Regions from separate parts of the Danio rerio genome. Here region 2 is linked to region 1. A link is a contact called in public Micro-C data. All regions are on one chromosome and are shown on one strand. The core of a region is the stretch at or near the end of the contact, and the rest is flanking DNA. Distances in the headings are between cores, read along the strand shown. Region 1 holds the start of neff1 (neuronal intermediate filament family member 1). Region 2 holds the start of add2 (adducin 2 (beta)).

Region 1 (7,625 bases), core at 2,402-4,901:
TTTATAACTCATTTCTAAAAACTGATTTATTTTAACTTTACCATGATGACAGTAAATAATATTAGACTAGATAGTTTTCAAGACACTTCTATACAGCTTAAAGTGTCATTTAAAGGCTTAACTAGGTTAATTAGGTTTACTACGTAGGTTAGGGTAATTAGGCAAGTTATTGTATAACGATGGTTTGTTTTGTAGACTATAGAAATAAAATATAGCCTAAAAGGGAGCTAATTATATTGACCTGAAAATGATTTTTTTTTTTTTTAATTAAAACTGTTTTTATTCTTGCCGAAATAAAACAAACAAGACTTTCTCCATAAGAACAATTATTATCATACTGTGAAAAATTTCTTGCTTTGTTAAAAGTCATTTGGGAAATATTTAAAACAAGAAAAAAACAACAAAAAACAAAACAATGGGGGCTAATAATTCAAGTGTACATCGATAGAAGTAGGTGTATTAATAATATTGTGGCTCAAAAGGAATATAAATAAATTATATTACTAGGGTCTGTATGATGAGTGTGTGTTTATAGTAATGCGTTTTGTTCAGTTTGTATATTTGTCTGTTTTTGTAAACTAAATATTGATTTTTATTTGGTTTGCACATGTATTTGCAATAAATTGTATTTGCAATAAATTACAATATTTTAAGAGTAATTAATTAAATAAATTAGAACCACATTATTTCATTTACCAGAAACAAAAATATAACATTACAATTATTACATAAACAATTATTTTTTCTTTGCCTCCCCAAGTTTTGGTGTGGCCTCAAATGGCCACCCCTAAGAAAATTTTCTGGGGGCGCCACTAGGGGAGAACATGCAAACTCCTTACAGAAATGCCAACTGACCCAGCCAGGACTTGAACCAGCAACCTTCTTGCTGTGAGGCGATAGTGCTAACCACTGAGCCACTGTGCTGCCATATTATTATTATTATTATTATTTATCAGTCTTTGAATGTAAAGTGTGGTAATAAAGTTGACACAGCATGATGGAGTGCATACCAAGTTTGTTAAAGCACAAGGAACACTCAAAAATATATATTTTCATGCTTGTTCAAACTACTTGTTTAAAATGAGCTGAAACAACTCATTGTTTGAGTTTTTTTTTGGGGGGGACAACTTAATTGTTTTATGTTCAATCCAATTAAATTCGTAAAAACTAAGCTAACTTAATTCCTTCATGTCGTCTTAGCACAAAGCGATTGTATGGAACCCAGCATTTTAGACAGATGGAAAAAAAATGCAATTCATTAACAGCAACCCATGCATGATAGTTTACGTCAGTTCCATTCACTCAAGCTCAAGTTGAACTGTTTATACTGAGAATTTACCACCAAATAAAAGACAGAATCACTTTTATTTTCAGCAGCTGTACCAGTGTGAAATGATGCAGTGTAATGTGAAGGACGTTGTGCCGCGGGTCCCGCTGCAGCCACACCTAAAATCCTGCGCTACTGCATTGTCATCTGATTGATGCCAAGAGGTAAAAAAAAAAAAAAACTTTAAATTATCCCATCCACAAGCACCTTACTTCAACATTTAATACATGAATCCCTCCTTTAGAGCTTCTCTTTAGTCTGAGTAATTGTGCTTCAGTTGATGTTAAAGCTGCATGGTGTTATAAATGCATATTTTAGTGGAGGTGCTGCTGCAGTGCAGGGTCTCAGCTCCGCGTCTGAGCTGCAGTGCTGTAAATTCACCACACTGCCCTCAATGACACTGCACAGTCATCATACGCATGCCCACACCATCTCTCAACACACAGCACTTCTATTATATCTGGAATAAGATGAATTATGCAATGCAAGATATTGCTTGACCTTTAAAAAGACTTCCTTTAGTGCAAACTAATGGTCCATTCTCTCATATTTAATATCACAAGGTAACAGTTTAAATAGATCCAGGATATTTGTTATGGGTTATATTTATTTCTTCTAAAATGAATTAAAATGTTGATCTGCATCTTCATGCCACTGAATAAATCAAATGGTTGTGAATGGCACTGCAAAACTGTGTGATATAAAATAATAATGATAATAGTATACTAAAGATTTCTGAAAACAGAGTATTTCTGTGCTTTTCATCAAATAAGATGTACACGTTTAAACATTCCACAGCTTATTTCAGAAGTGAAAATGTGTTTATTGAGGAGTGATTTCAATATCACTTACAGCAGGCTGTTTGTAATATTTCAATTCTATGCATTTTTGGAGCTTTATTTCTATATTTTCTCTAACTTTATGCATTTCTTGTGTAATGCAACAATTGATTCAATATTTTAGTGTATTATATCTAAAAGTAGTTTTCTTTTAATGGAATTAAAGGGATAGTTCACCCAAAAATCATAATTTACTTACCCTTCACTTTCGTTTCTTCTGTTGAACACAAAAGAAGATATTTTGAAGAATGCTGGCACATATTGACTTCCATAGTATTTTTAAGAAAGTTGATGAGTCACAGCAACCAACATTCTTCAAAATATCTTCTTCTAACAAAAGAAAGAAAGGTTTAAAACCACTTGAGGAAAATAAATGAGGTTATTAAGTTTTTTTAGGGTGAACTATCCATTTAAGATATACTTTTGGAACTATTTCATTGTCTTTAGCTGGTCTGGCACACTTAAAAAAGAACCATTAGATTTACTAATTGTTTTTAAAGGTAAGTGGCAGCAAACAATTGATATGGGCTGAATTTGAACTAATTAAATTGAGTAATGTTCAACTTAATACGGTAGTTAAATACAGCCCATAAACATAGTTTGCAACCACTTACCTTTAAAAACAATTAGTAAATTTAATTAATGATTTTAGCACATATATACATATAATCCGCAAGTGCTCTCGTACCTGTGTGGCCTGGAGGGATGCCTGCAGCTCCTGCAGCTCCTCCTCGTGCACTCTCCTCAGGAACGCGATCTCGTCCAGCAGCGACTCCACTTTCTTCTCCAGCTCCAGGCGGGACAGGGTGGCGTCGTCCACATCCTTGCGGTATCCCTTCAAGCTGTTCTCAGCCTCCTCCCGAGCCCGTGCCTCTTCGTCCAGCTTGTCTTTGACGCGCTCCAGCGCATCGTTCATCTGCACGCAGTCCAGGTGCATCTGGCTCTTCTCGTGCGCGAGTTCCTCGACGCGCGCGCGCAGCTCGCGGATCTCCTGCTCGTACAGGTCGTGCAGGCGCGACGGCTCGTTGTGGCGCTGGCGCAGCAGAGCCACCTCCGCCTCCAAAACTTTGTTGTGCTGCTCGAGGTTGTGCACCTTCTCGATGAACGTCACGAAACGGTCGTTCAGGCCCTGCAACTGCTCCTTCTCGTTGGTGCGGATGATCTTCAGCTCGTTGGTGATGGCGGTGGTCTGCGTCAGGTCCACGTTGTCCGGTTGGAAAGCTCCGCGGCCGGAGGCGAGTTTGCTCCGGTAGCTGGAGGATGTGATCATGGGGGACGGAGAGCCGTAGGTGCGGTGCTGCTGCTGCTGGGGTGCGGAGCGGTAACTCACCGTCACCCGGGATGGGCTGCTGCCCACGGGCACACGGCGAGGCGCATCCCCGAAGATCTTCCTGTAGGAGCTGCTCGTGTAGATGTCGCCGGAGTAACTCATGCTGGAGGCTCGAGATCACAGAGCGAGTGAGTGAAGTGTGTGTGGACGTGGAAGACAGAGACAGAAAGAGAGAGTGTGTGAGAGTGCCAGTCGGGATGGCACACCGGCGGGTTTTATAGGCAACGCATCATCTGACGCAGGGCGGTGGTGCTGGTGGAGGGGGAAACCTGCAACCCTGAGCAAAAACACAGAGTCCCGGGAGAGAGATCGCTCATTCACCGCCAGGCCTTTTGTGGCCACTCAACGGCTTTTCATGCGAGCGAGATTGGCATCATGCGGACGCTAAAAGCGAAGCGAGGATGAATAAAGGTCAAATTTTGCAAACTGTCGACCTCCAAAAGTTTCTGATATTACTTTAAAAGCTAGCAGTGATTAATTAAAATTGATTTTAATACACTTGAATATTAAGCAGGCAATTTGAGACACTTTCCAGAATGTTCTGAAGATACAGGATATTTACTTGAATATATTTTGTGGTGTAGTTGAAATGCCCATTTATCATTACTAATAAAGTGCTTCATAATATTTGTTGTTAATGAAAGTGCAACAGTTAAAATTTTTGTTGGAAAGTGCATATTGCTTATAGTTTTTAGCATTATTTGAATATAAATTAAGCACCAAATAATACTATTATAATGCATAAAACATAAGTGAAAATGTAAATAAAATAGATGCATATCTAAACAAGTACATCAAAAACAAAATACTATTACTACTACTACTACTAATAAAATTTTAACTAAATATACTTTTTACATTGTATTGAATAGTACTTAAGCACAAAAAATTATAACTTGTTGATGCAAAACAGTAAAAAAAAATAAATAAAATGAATTTATCCAAACGAGTATAAAGTAATAAAGTATAAAAATAAAATAACTTAAACCATTATTTTTTTCTTTATATTATTATCTTTTATATTGTCTATTATATTATATTACTTAAATAAAATTTTAGCACTGATTCATACGATAACAATACATACAAATATTAAATAAAGATAATAAAATAATAATAACAAAATCAAAGTAACTGTTCTGGACATTACATTTATATTATTTCCTAAATATTTATGCAAATATTTCAGATGAAATTTCTTTCTTTCTTTCTTTCTTTCTTTCTTTCTTTCTTTCTTTCTTTCTTTCTTTCTTTCTTTCTTTCTTTCTTTCTTTCTTTCTTTCTTTCTTTCTTCAATAGTTTATTATTTAAATGAAAATTAAGTACCAAATCTTAATACAGCAATGCATATTTACATTAATAAATGAATAAATTTATGATAAAACTACAACAAAAACAATCCTCAATAATAAACAAAATTATTGATGAAATAAAAGTTATTAAATTAATAAAATTATAAATAAATGATATCCTGAGATAATATACCCTATACATTCACATGTGTGTGCAGATATGCTGCATGTCTGCATGTGACTGAAGCATGTTGCAGTGGGAGGGAGTGTCTGTGTGTGTGCGTGTTGTGCTGCGGGTGGCAGGCTGAACCTCTGCAGTGTCTGAATACTGAATGAGACATAGAGGTCTCACCCCGATGACCCTCTTTGATTTGATGCAGAGTCCCGTATAGGCTCAAACTCATGATTCTGCATTCAGCTCAGACCCTACTGTGCATCTGCAAACACTCACAGAAGACGCTTCAAAGCTGTGTGTGACAAAAATGCACATGAGAGTGTGTTTTCTTCACGCACTGCTGCTGAGTCATGAGTATTGGACAGCCACACCTCACTATCACAGCACACAAACCCCCCGAGACTCACTGCGGGTCTCTGGATTCAGTCAGCGCTTTCTGAGGTCCCGTCTCTATCTGGATACTGACAGAGAGAGAGAGAGTGAGAGAGAGAGAGAGTGAGAGAGAGAGAGAGAGAGAGAGAGAGAGAGAGAGAGAGAGAGAGAGAGAGAGAGAAATATGAACATATAATTACATGTATGTATGTATTTTATTGGTTTATATTCATACTGTTCTCACCGGCCACTTTATTAGGTACACCTTACTATTACCGGGTTGGACCCCCTTTTGCCTTTAGAACTGCCTTAATCCTTCATGGCATAGATTCAACAAGGAAATATTGGAAATACTGGAAATATTTCTCTGAGATTTTGGTCCATATTGACATGATAGCATCACACAGTTGAACTCATTGTCATATTCAAGAAACCAGTCTGGGAAAATTCGAGCTTTATGACATGGTGGTTATCCTGCTGGAAGTAGCCATCAGAAGATGGATACACTGTGGTCATAAAGGGATGGACATGGTCAGCAACAATACTCAGGTAGGCTGTGGCGTTGACCTGATGGTCAATTGGTACTAATGGACCTAAAGTGTGCCAAGAAAATATCCCCCACACCACCACCGCTAGCCTGAAACGTTGATACAAGACAGGCTGGATGCATGTTTTTATGTTGTGGACGGCAAATTCTGACCCTACCATCCGAATGTCGCAGCAGAAATCGAGACTCATCAACATCTTTCCATATTCTATTGTCCAATTTTGGTGAGCCTGTGCGAATTGTTGCACAGTTTTGTTCTTAGCTGACAGGAGTGGCACCTGGTGTGGTCTTCTGCTGCTGTAGCCCATCTGCCTCAAGGTTGGAGATGTTGTGCATTCAGAGATGCTCTTCTGCATACCTCGGTTGTAACGAGTGGTTATTTGAGTTACTGTTGCCTTTCTATCAGTTTGAACCAGTCTGGTCATTCTCCTCTGACATCAACAAGGCATTTTTGCCCACAGAACTGCTGCTCACTGGATATTTTCTCTTTTTTAGACCATTTTCTGTAAACCCTAGAGATGGTTGTGCGTGAAAATCCCAGTAGATTCGATTAATCTTCATTTCTACAGCACTTTTACAATGTAGATTGTCAAAAGCAGCTTTACATAGAAGATTATAGTAAATTGAAACAGTGTCAGTCCAGTTTTCAGTGTTGAAGTTCAGTTCAGTGTGGTTAAATTTTTACTGCTGAGAGTCCAAACACTGAAGAGCAAATCCATCGATGCGCAGCTCCACAGGTCCCGAACCATGCATGCTAGCTAAACTGGCGATAGTGAAGAATTAAAAAACCCTGAGAGAAACCAAGCTCAGTTGGGCACGACCATTTCTATAGCCAAACATTTTGTGCAAAGCTGCAGTCTAGGCACCGGAGGCTGGAGAACGCTAGACGTCTATCGGTAAGAAGCTGCAGGTGGGAGAGGTCACCGGCTCGTGAACAGGTTGTCCCTTTAGGACCAATGCGAGGACTCGTCTGTTACTGGTGTCTTACAGGAATCAATCTCTTGCTCTCCACTCCTCCATAACCACCACAGCGGCTGTTCAGCTGGTCCAAGATTGTGGAAACCTCGGGAATAATAATTAAAAAAGACTAACATAAGTGCAGATGTCGTTCAAATTATAATGTCTTTAGGGAAGTGTTCCCTGCTCCGGTTGCCCTAAATAATGCAGACCAACTGTAATCTAGTTTTAAACTGCCAAAGTGTGTCTGCTTCCCGAACTGTGCCAGGAAGGCTGTTCCAGAGTTTATGTGCCAGATAAGATAAGAGAAAGATCTACTGCCTATAGTTGATTTTGATATTCTGGGAATTATAAATTGTCCAGAATTAATTGAGCGTAGTGTACCTGAGGGGCTATAATAGGCAGGAGCTCCACTCCGGGGAGCTAAGCCGTTTAGGGCTTTGTAGGTAGTCAATAAAATGTATACGATATTTAACAGGGAGCCAATGCAATGATGAAAGAACTGGAGTAATATGATCATATTTCTTTGTTCTAGAGGGCACTCTAGCAGCTGCATTTTGAACTTGCTGAAGTTTGTTAATTTGGCCAACTGGGCAACCACCTGGTAACGCATTACAATAATCTAATCAAGAGGTCCTGAAAGCATGAATAAGCTTTTCCGCATCAGACACTGATAGCATATGCCGAAGTTTGGCAACATTTTTAAAATGAAAAAATGCAGTTTTACAGATGCTTGATATCTGGCCTTTAAATGACAGGCGGCCATCAAAAATCACCCCCACATTT
Region 2 (7,625 bases), core at 2,850-5,349, 150 kb after region 1:
ATACATATATACATATATACATATATATATACATATATACATATACATATACACGAAAACATGTAGGTTTTTAGAGATTTAGCCATGTGAATAAAGGCTTTTTTAAATTTTTCACATTTTTCGAGTGCTTTGGACTGATTCTTGTTGTTGTTTTGATGAATCCCTTACCCAAAGAGCACCGACCAAACATTTGAGTTACCCTAGAGCGCTTTTGTTTGTTTTTTCCAGATAATAAATATATTTAAAAAACAGAAGTAAGTAGTGAATGCGAATATACAAATTGACAAGTGTATGTACAAGTATATTTCTATATACAGCGTTATTTGTGCAGATGTTATGTGCAAAATGGCATGTAAAGTATGTTGTTGAATAATGTGTATAAAAAGTAGTGAAATTTTATTGGCAACATTAACTTGCAGTATATTTATTCAATACTGATCGTAAGAAACTAATCCTAAACTAAATCATTATTTCACGAGTTCCCACTTAAATATGCTTAGCGTTAATAGCAGATTTGACATGCTGTCCCGGGAAAGAACCCTGAGCTCGGAAATACTAGAGCCTGAGGCTCCCGCCCAGTCAATAAGCATATAAGGGGATCCGAGATCAGGTAGGTCTCGAGAGCCCCCCTTAGAAAAGGGAGGAAAAGGAGGAGATGGGGTGGAAGGGGGGATTCCTCCAAAACGAAGATAGGGAGAAAACAATCCATTTATAGTAAGCTTGGGTCACTCTGACTGGATTAATACTGATTACAGATGAGAAGCCAGTCGTGCTCAATCATATCACGTGCTCCACTCAAAATTAGTTTGTGAAACGTAACTTATAAACTGAATAGAAATGCTAATCCAGCAGGTGGCGCCTACTGTCAGAATACACTTTTGCAATTTTAAAAAATGGGAAAAATGGCGGGCGTGCTCAGTACATGGTATAAAAGGGTTGTCCTTATTCTCTTAAATATTTATGGATGTGTCATTCATTATTACTGCAAAAAGGGAGGTGGATAATTGGAATGCATGAAATGTCTTTTATATGTAAAAATATATTTATAATGTACATTAACATATTATACATTTGAATCCTTTAATTTTTCATATTTAAAGATGTTTGTGTGCTGCTGCAAATCCTTTCGTGTGGAACAAGCAACATGTACAAGCATTGTGAAACTGACTTTAGACCAGCTTTAATTGTTTACTGCACTATTTCAGATGCCTCAAAAAGAAACACACCACCAATGCACCTTAACACCTCATTTTCAGACCAGCATGTCCAAGGGTGAAAAAGGATAGTAATGCATTTGCTATTTAAACAACTTGGCGCAGGATGGGAAAATGATACATGTGCTGAGCTGAAACTAGCAAAAAAACACACATCTGGGGCCAATAGTTTTTTTTTTTTTTGAAAAAGTAATATATTAAAAACATTGTAAAAATCTATGTTTAAGTCTGTGCTATAAAAGAAAAAAAAAGTACTGCAAATCCATTACTCAATTTTTATTTACAGTTTTTGTACCATTAACCAAAGTCAAAACATTGTTTCAAACAACTAAAAATGTCAATTAAAGTCACTCCAAAAAAAGTTCAACAAAGTGGATGGAGCAGAGATCTACGCCACATAATGCAGTTCAAGTGTAAATAAACTGAAAACACATCTGAGTAATAACATACAGAGAAATATAAATGAACAGATATTATATGCAGCGTAGTTCCAAGAAACTACACTAATCTAAAATTAAAAAGATCAACATATTTACGAAAGAAATAAAAGCTAAAAACTATTACAAAACGTTAATTAAAACTAATTATAGTGGATTTAAAACAATACTGCATACATTAAAACTTATACATGCATACATTATACAGTTGAAGTCAGAAATATTAGCCCCCCTTTGAATTTTGTTTTCTTTTTTAAATATTTCCCAAATGATTTTTAACAGAGCAAGGAAATTTTCACAGTATGTCTGATAATATTTTTTGTTCTGGAAAAAGTCTTATTTGTTTTATTTCGGCTAGAATAAAAGCAGTTTTAAATTTTTTAAAAAAATTATTAGCCCCTTTAAGCTATTTTTTCCTGATAGTCAACAGAACAAACCATCGTTATAAACTTGCCTAATTACCCTAAACTGCCTAGTTAACCTAATTAACCTAGTTTAGCCTTTAATTGTCTCTTTAGGCTGTATAGAAGTGTCTTAAAAAAATTATCTAATAAAATTTACTGTCATCATATAGCAAAGACAAAATACATCAGTTATTAGAAATGAGTTATCAAAACTGTTAAGCTTCGAAATGTGTGTGTGTGGTTGTGTGTGTGTTTGTGTGGGGGGGGGGGGCACTAATGATTCTGACTTCAACTGTAAATGAAAGTTTTCTTAGGGCGGTCTAGCTGAAAAAAGTAACTCCCTGATTTTAACACAACAAAGATTGAGATCTTAAATACTTTTAAAATCTGTGCTAAAAAAAAGCAGTAAGATCTAGGCCAACTACATACCCCAGCCAACTCAATAATTCCCCCCACATCCTTTTCAAACCATTCCTTCACCCCTGCAGCTGAACCTCACTGAACCGCTGCACATTTAATGAATACATTATGATAATTTCCATTAACTCTTGATGCACAAAAAGACAAGATAATTAAAAGAGAAGAAGCCAACTGACCCTAACAAAAAAGGTCATCTTATTACCATCTAGGATTTTAGAAAGCTGAAAAGAGAGCTCTGCCACCCTTTCTTTCCCTCCAGGGCTCATGTTTCAGGGTAAAGTCTAGATGGGATACAGCTGCAGATATGCAAATCAATACAGCATCATTTTTGTAACACTGTATTAATATTTTATACAGTACTGTGGCAACTGGGTTTATGATTGGGGTAGGGGGTCGACGTTTAAAAAATACAGTTTATTGGAAAATTTAATAAATAACATACATTATACTCTGTACAACTGTTTTTACCTTACTATGGCCGTTGGGTTTAGGGTTGGGGTAGATGAAAATAAAATAAAATTAATGGAAAATTTAATATGTAATATAAAGAATTTGCGTCAACTTCTGGCCGCAACTGTATCTGATCTAGCAACAACCATGTTTCATGGGGAAAGATGTGTCACGCCCACCTCTTCCAGAAGAAAACAACACCTTCTGAACTGCACAAGAGAGAGCTGTATCCGCTAATGACTACCACATCATCCTTACTGACCAAACGACACACTAAACACATTTATAAATCATATGCATTAATAAAATATCATGAAAAGTGCATCCTTTTGTGCAGGAGCCGGTGCTTTCGCGGCGCGGCCTGCACGCGGCTGCCTAGCAACAACAACCCGAGGCCCGCAGCATCAGCACCAGCCTCCGGGCACCAACACAACAGCCCACACTGGAAGAATTTAGAGGTGCATGGCGTGTTTTGAGAAATAAAATATGATCAAAACAAAGCAATCTTGGTTGTATTGCTTCAACATTGGAGGTAAAAATCACGATTGGCGAGCAAAGAAGGTTACAAGTCACGAGATTTGAAATATCATGGCGCCTGAAAGTTAGAGTCATACAATTGTACTGCACATTCACGAACGCCTAGATGAAACTAGAATCTAGGGCTTGGGATTAAAAAAATAAATAAAAAATACAAGAGTTTATTAGTGATATTCAGATTTCAGCACGCACACCTTGATATAATTGTAATATAACATTTGCATTACGTTCAATTCTATTTAAGAGTTCGTAATAGCTACAAAATCACAGTGTAATTATGAATATTAGCCCACATTACATTCGTGCACTCGTACAACATCATGCCATCTTCAAATAAGCGCACTGTCATCGTTAAACTGACGCTCACAATCCAAATTACATTCATTCACTATTTTATTTAACCCCTGATAATCTTGACAAGTATTGCTCGAAATAGTGAATGCAATATGAAATGAGGCAAGAGATGCTCACCTTACAGCATCCTCTCTCCTCTTTGTCCTTTACGCGCACAGTCGCTTTACGAATCTAAAACAGCACCAAGAGATCAAAACAGCACCAAGAGATCGATCAGTGGTCTTGTTTTCCAGCGTGAATGGTGTTGTTTTGGGTCTGTGTTTTCCTAGACCTCTGCATCCCCTCTGTTTTTTGACGTTTATTGCAGGCTGGACCAGCCCTCGACCACGCCTGCCAGATTCATGACCTCCTCACCGTCTACATCCAGATCCGGCACGTTTTTTTAAAGGCGCGCTCAGTTTGTTTGCATGGAGCGGATGAAATGAGTACATTTATGTATTTTAAATAGGTTTATCCAACGTGGGGCGTTTATTAGCGTGGATTTGTTGGAGCACAGATTATTTATTCTGGATGTGTTTGCCCGCTGAATGATGCAGATGCGGATTAAAAGACGCGGGCAGTGCCTCCATCTGCCGGTGCTTACATGATATTACACAAAGCTGGTGTGTGGAAAAGCGTCACATGTATGTTCTTCTCTTCGTTCTTTACTAGGTGTTTAAAATTATTTTAAACGGGTTTTAAACATCTATAATAATCACATATTTTATTATATTTTATTTATATTCTGACCACCCTATAGCTAAATCTCTCCTTAATATCAGACACATAGAACTGCTAAGAAATTGTATGAGTCTGCCTCAGTAACCCATCACGTGCCCCCTTCTCTGCTCACTCTTGTACTTCTTCACTCAGAGCTCAGGTCACTGACAGTCCACACAGAATCTTTATCCTCTTCATATGGTGTATCCTGTAAATCTATAACTTTTAACTTGTCATGTTTGGTGCAAATGTCTCAGTGGTCACTTTTATTATAATAATTATTGAGTTTGGGAAAAGTCTGTCCTACTTAAGAGTGAAATTGCCTGTCAATTATGAACGTTTTACCACAGGTGGTGATTAGTATTTAGGTTAACATATGACCAGACGGAGGTCTTTGTGACGCTTTTCATATCTTTATTGTATGTTTTTTTGAGTTGAATATTTAAAGCGAAATGTGCAAAAATGTCATTGGTATCTCATAGCCAAGCGACCCCGTTGCAGCATCTCTGACACTTATATGTTGCAACGTACTTCTCTGGTCAGGTGTGCATCTCTAACTCTTTAATTTATCTATGAGTAATGGATGTTGTGTATTTACAATGTCATCCCTGCGTTGGCTTTCTGGTTGTTTTTTTATGTAATTGGCATTATTCAGTTTTATCTGTCAAATAAAAATGTTATAGATATATTTTGAATTTCACTGAAATTGTTATTACCAGCAAATTGTGGACACTTTTGTTGACCTTTAGTTTGATCCACACTGGCTGTAAAACACCAGAGGATCAAAAATAAAGAAGCAGATAGCACTTATTCGTAGGCCTTTAGCTTTCTGACCACTTTTGGCAAGTTGCATGGTAAAAGACTGGGTAGACCTTTTCTGTAACAGAGCAAGCAGTAGGCGGCCGAGTAAGAGTACAGTTGCCTACAAATCATCACGCTGGCGAGCCCAAATGGGAAAGGCATGTGAAATTGTCCACGCATGGACTCAGAAAGACAATTAGTCCCAAATGAAAGAATAACTGAAAGTATAGTGTATCTGAAATAATTAAATACACAAAATTACTAACTTTTGATGGATGTGATCCTTTACCAATTAGAAACACAGTCTAATGATCACTAGAAAATTGGAGTCAGATTAAACTCAGAGCTAGATATTAATAAATAGATTCTAATAAACAAGACAATTACTTTCATAAGTGCAAGAAAAAAGGCATTTAACCTTCAACCATGCTGGTAGTTTTGTCATTGAGCTAATAGATGGACTTTTACAAATTAAAGGGGACCTATTATGCTTCTTTTTACAAGACTTAAAATAAATGTCTCTGGTGTCTCCAAAGCGTGTTTCAGCTCAAAACTCAACACTAATATTGATTTATAACTGCCCCTTTCAGGCTTTGATCTAAATTGTCTTATTTTTGTCTTTAGCTTTAAATTCAAATGAGATTGTGCTCTTTTTAAAAGAGGGTGGGGCTACAAACGCCTATGTGTCAGCATAGGGGTAGATTCAAAAACAAGACTTATGTTGTATGCTAATGAGGGAGAGATCAACACTAATGGGCGGGGATTCCCCCTCTGAAGACTTAAGCCGCCTTTCCACTGCACACAACATTTGGACACGACTGTCGGAATACGCCCCCTTGTAGCAGCCGCACAGTATTTTCAGTGTTGTCGTGCACCACGAGGGAGAAGCTGATTCTCACGGTGTCCGAAATAAAGGAGGGCAAGAGCCTTTATTCTCTGTGCATTTACATAGTTTAATGGATGAATGAATACTAGAAACTCATAGACCGTTAAAATATTGGATGGATTGTGAAGACAACATTAAAAATATATAATTTTATTACTTTCTTACTTACATTTATGAACAGAAAAGTTTTTTTTACAATATAGACTTTTTAATAATAAAAAAAAAATACCAAATAAACTCCTATTTCTCATCTTGCGCGCATGGATCTGCTTGGACAACACTGGAATACATCATATCCGGTCGGCAGGTCGCATACGGTCTAGTCACAAGAGTTCAAATATTTCAACGGATCCGCAGCTCAATTCGGATCCGAATTTTCCGCATACGGAGATGATTGGAACTCAACGCAGCTCCCGGACTGCTCTCCATTGGAAATGAATGACTTCCGGTCTGTCGCTTGTCGTGTTCAGTGGAAAGGAGGAGGCTTTAAGCTGCGGTCACACTGGGCTTTTCCTCCCATAGACTTCCATTCATGCACACGCGAATGCGTCAGACCGGAACGCGGAGCCATGCTTCAAGTTTTGCAGGTTGCTGCGGTGCGATGTTCAAGCTTGGTGAACTCTGACCTGCGAAATCGCATCACTTGACTGCGTGAGAACAATCGAGGTTCAAAACATGACATCTCTGGACAGAAATTTAAAACATGGAGCAATCGCTCGCTTTTTAAAATGTTTAATAAGCTTGTTTAATCCCGCCCCTTTTCAAAGCGCCGCATGACAGAATATCGCATGCTCAAACTCTAATGTGACCGCAGCTTTACAAAGGCAGAATGTCAATCAAACACTGATTTGCAGACTCTTTTTATGAAGTGTGCTTAATTTATTACCATTAAATGCAGGCTATATTCAAAGACTGTTCCCACACAACTGTTTTAAACCTATTACAAAAGTGACTTTTGCATAATAGACTTCTTTTAAGAAACATTTTAAAAAGTTACAGGTAAATACTGTCAAATCGAGAAACTCCAGTGACAATGGTGGCAAAGTATAAATAAGACATTTAGTATGACTAATTTATTACATTAGTCATTAATTTGTATCTCGAGGCTGCACAGTCTATAAAAAACCATTCAATTATTTTTGTTCTAAAAATCCTTAGTTTTTTTGCATATAACTAATATTTTAGTGACAATTTCGATGGTCCTTTTGAGTATTAGTAGACTGTCTGCTTAGATCTGTTGATACTGCTTCTTCAACAGACATTTAAAGGACTATAAGAAACTTTGCAAGTACATGTCAATTTACACTAACCCTAACCCCAACCTAACAGTCTACTTATAATTTAATGAGAATTAGTTGGCATTGAGATGCAATGTCACTTAAATTCAACAAAATGAACATCAAAAAGTGTGATCAGTTTTTTT

The links. Hi-C and Micro-C count contacts between places; a contact is called where the count stands out from the background.
Region 2: a Micro-C map of caudal fin shows a contact between it and region 1, with 7 times the contacts expected there. The contact joins the promoter of add2 here to the promoter of neff1 in region 1. A contact is called at or near these places in 2 of 18 Hi-C or Micro-C datasets (caudal fin and hematopoietic stem cells) and 1 of 4 datasets of contacts at active chromatin or transcription factors (embryo).

What each region holds. Positions count from the first base shown.
Region 1 is chr5:14,380,522-14,388,146 of GRCz12tu, forward strand. neff1 (neuronal intermediate filament family member 1) reads right to left here and starts at 3,652. Exons shown (of 4, transcript NM_199534.1): 1 at 2,855-3,652. The coding sequence starts at 3,598. It overlaps LOC141385775 (a long non-coding RNA gene), which reads right to left. Exons shown (of 3, transcript XR_012406752.1): 3 at 5,360-5,424.
Region 2 is chr5:14,530,476-14,538,100 of GRCz12tu, forward strand. add2 (adducin 2 (beta)) reads right to left here and starts at 4,100. Exons shown (of 14, transcript NM_001365435.1): 1 at 3,934-4,100.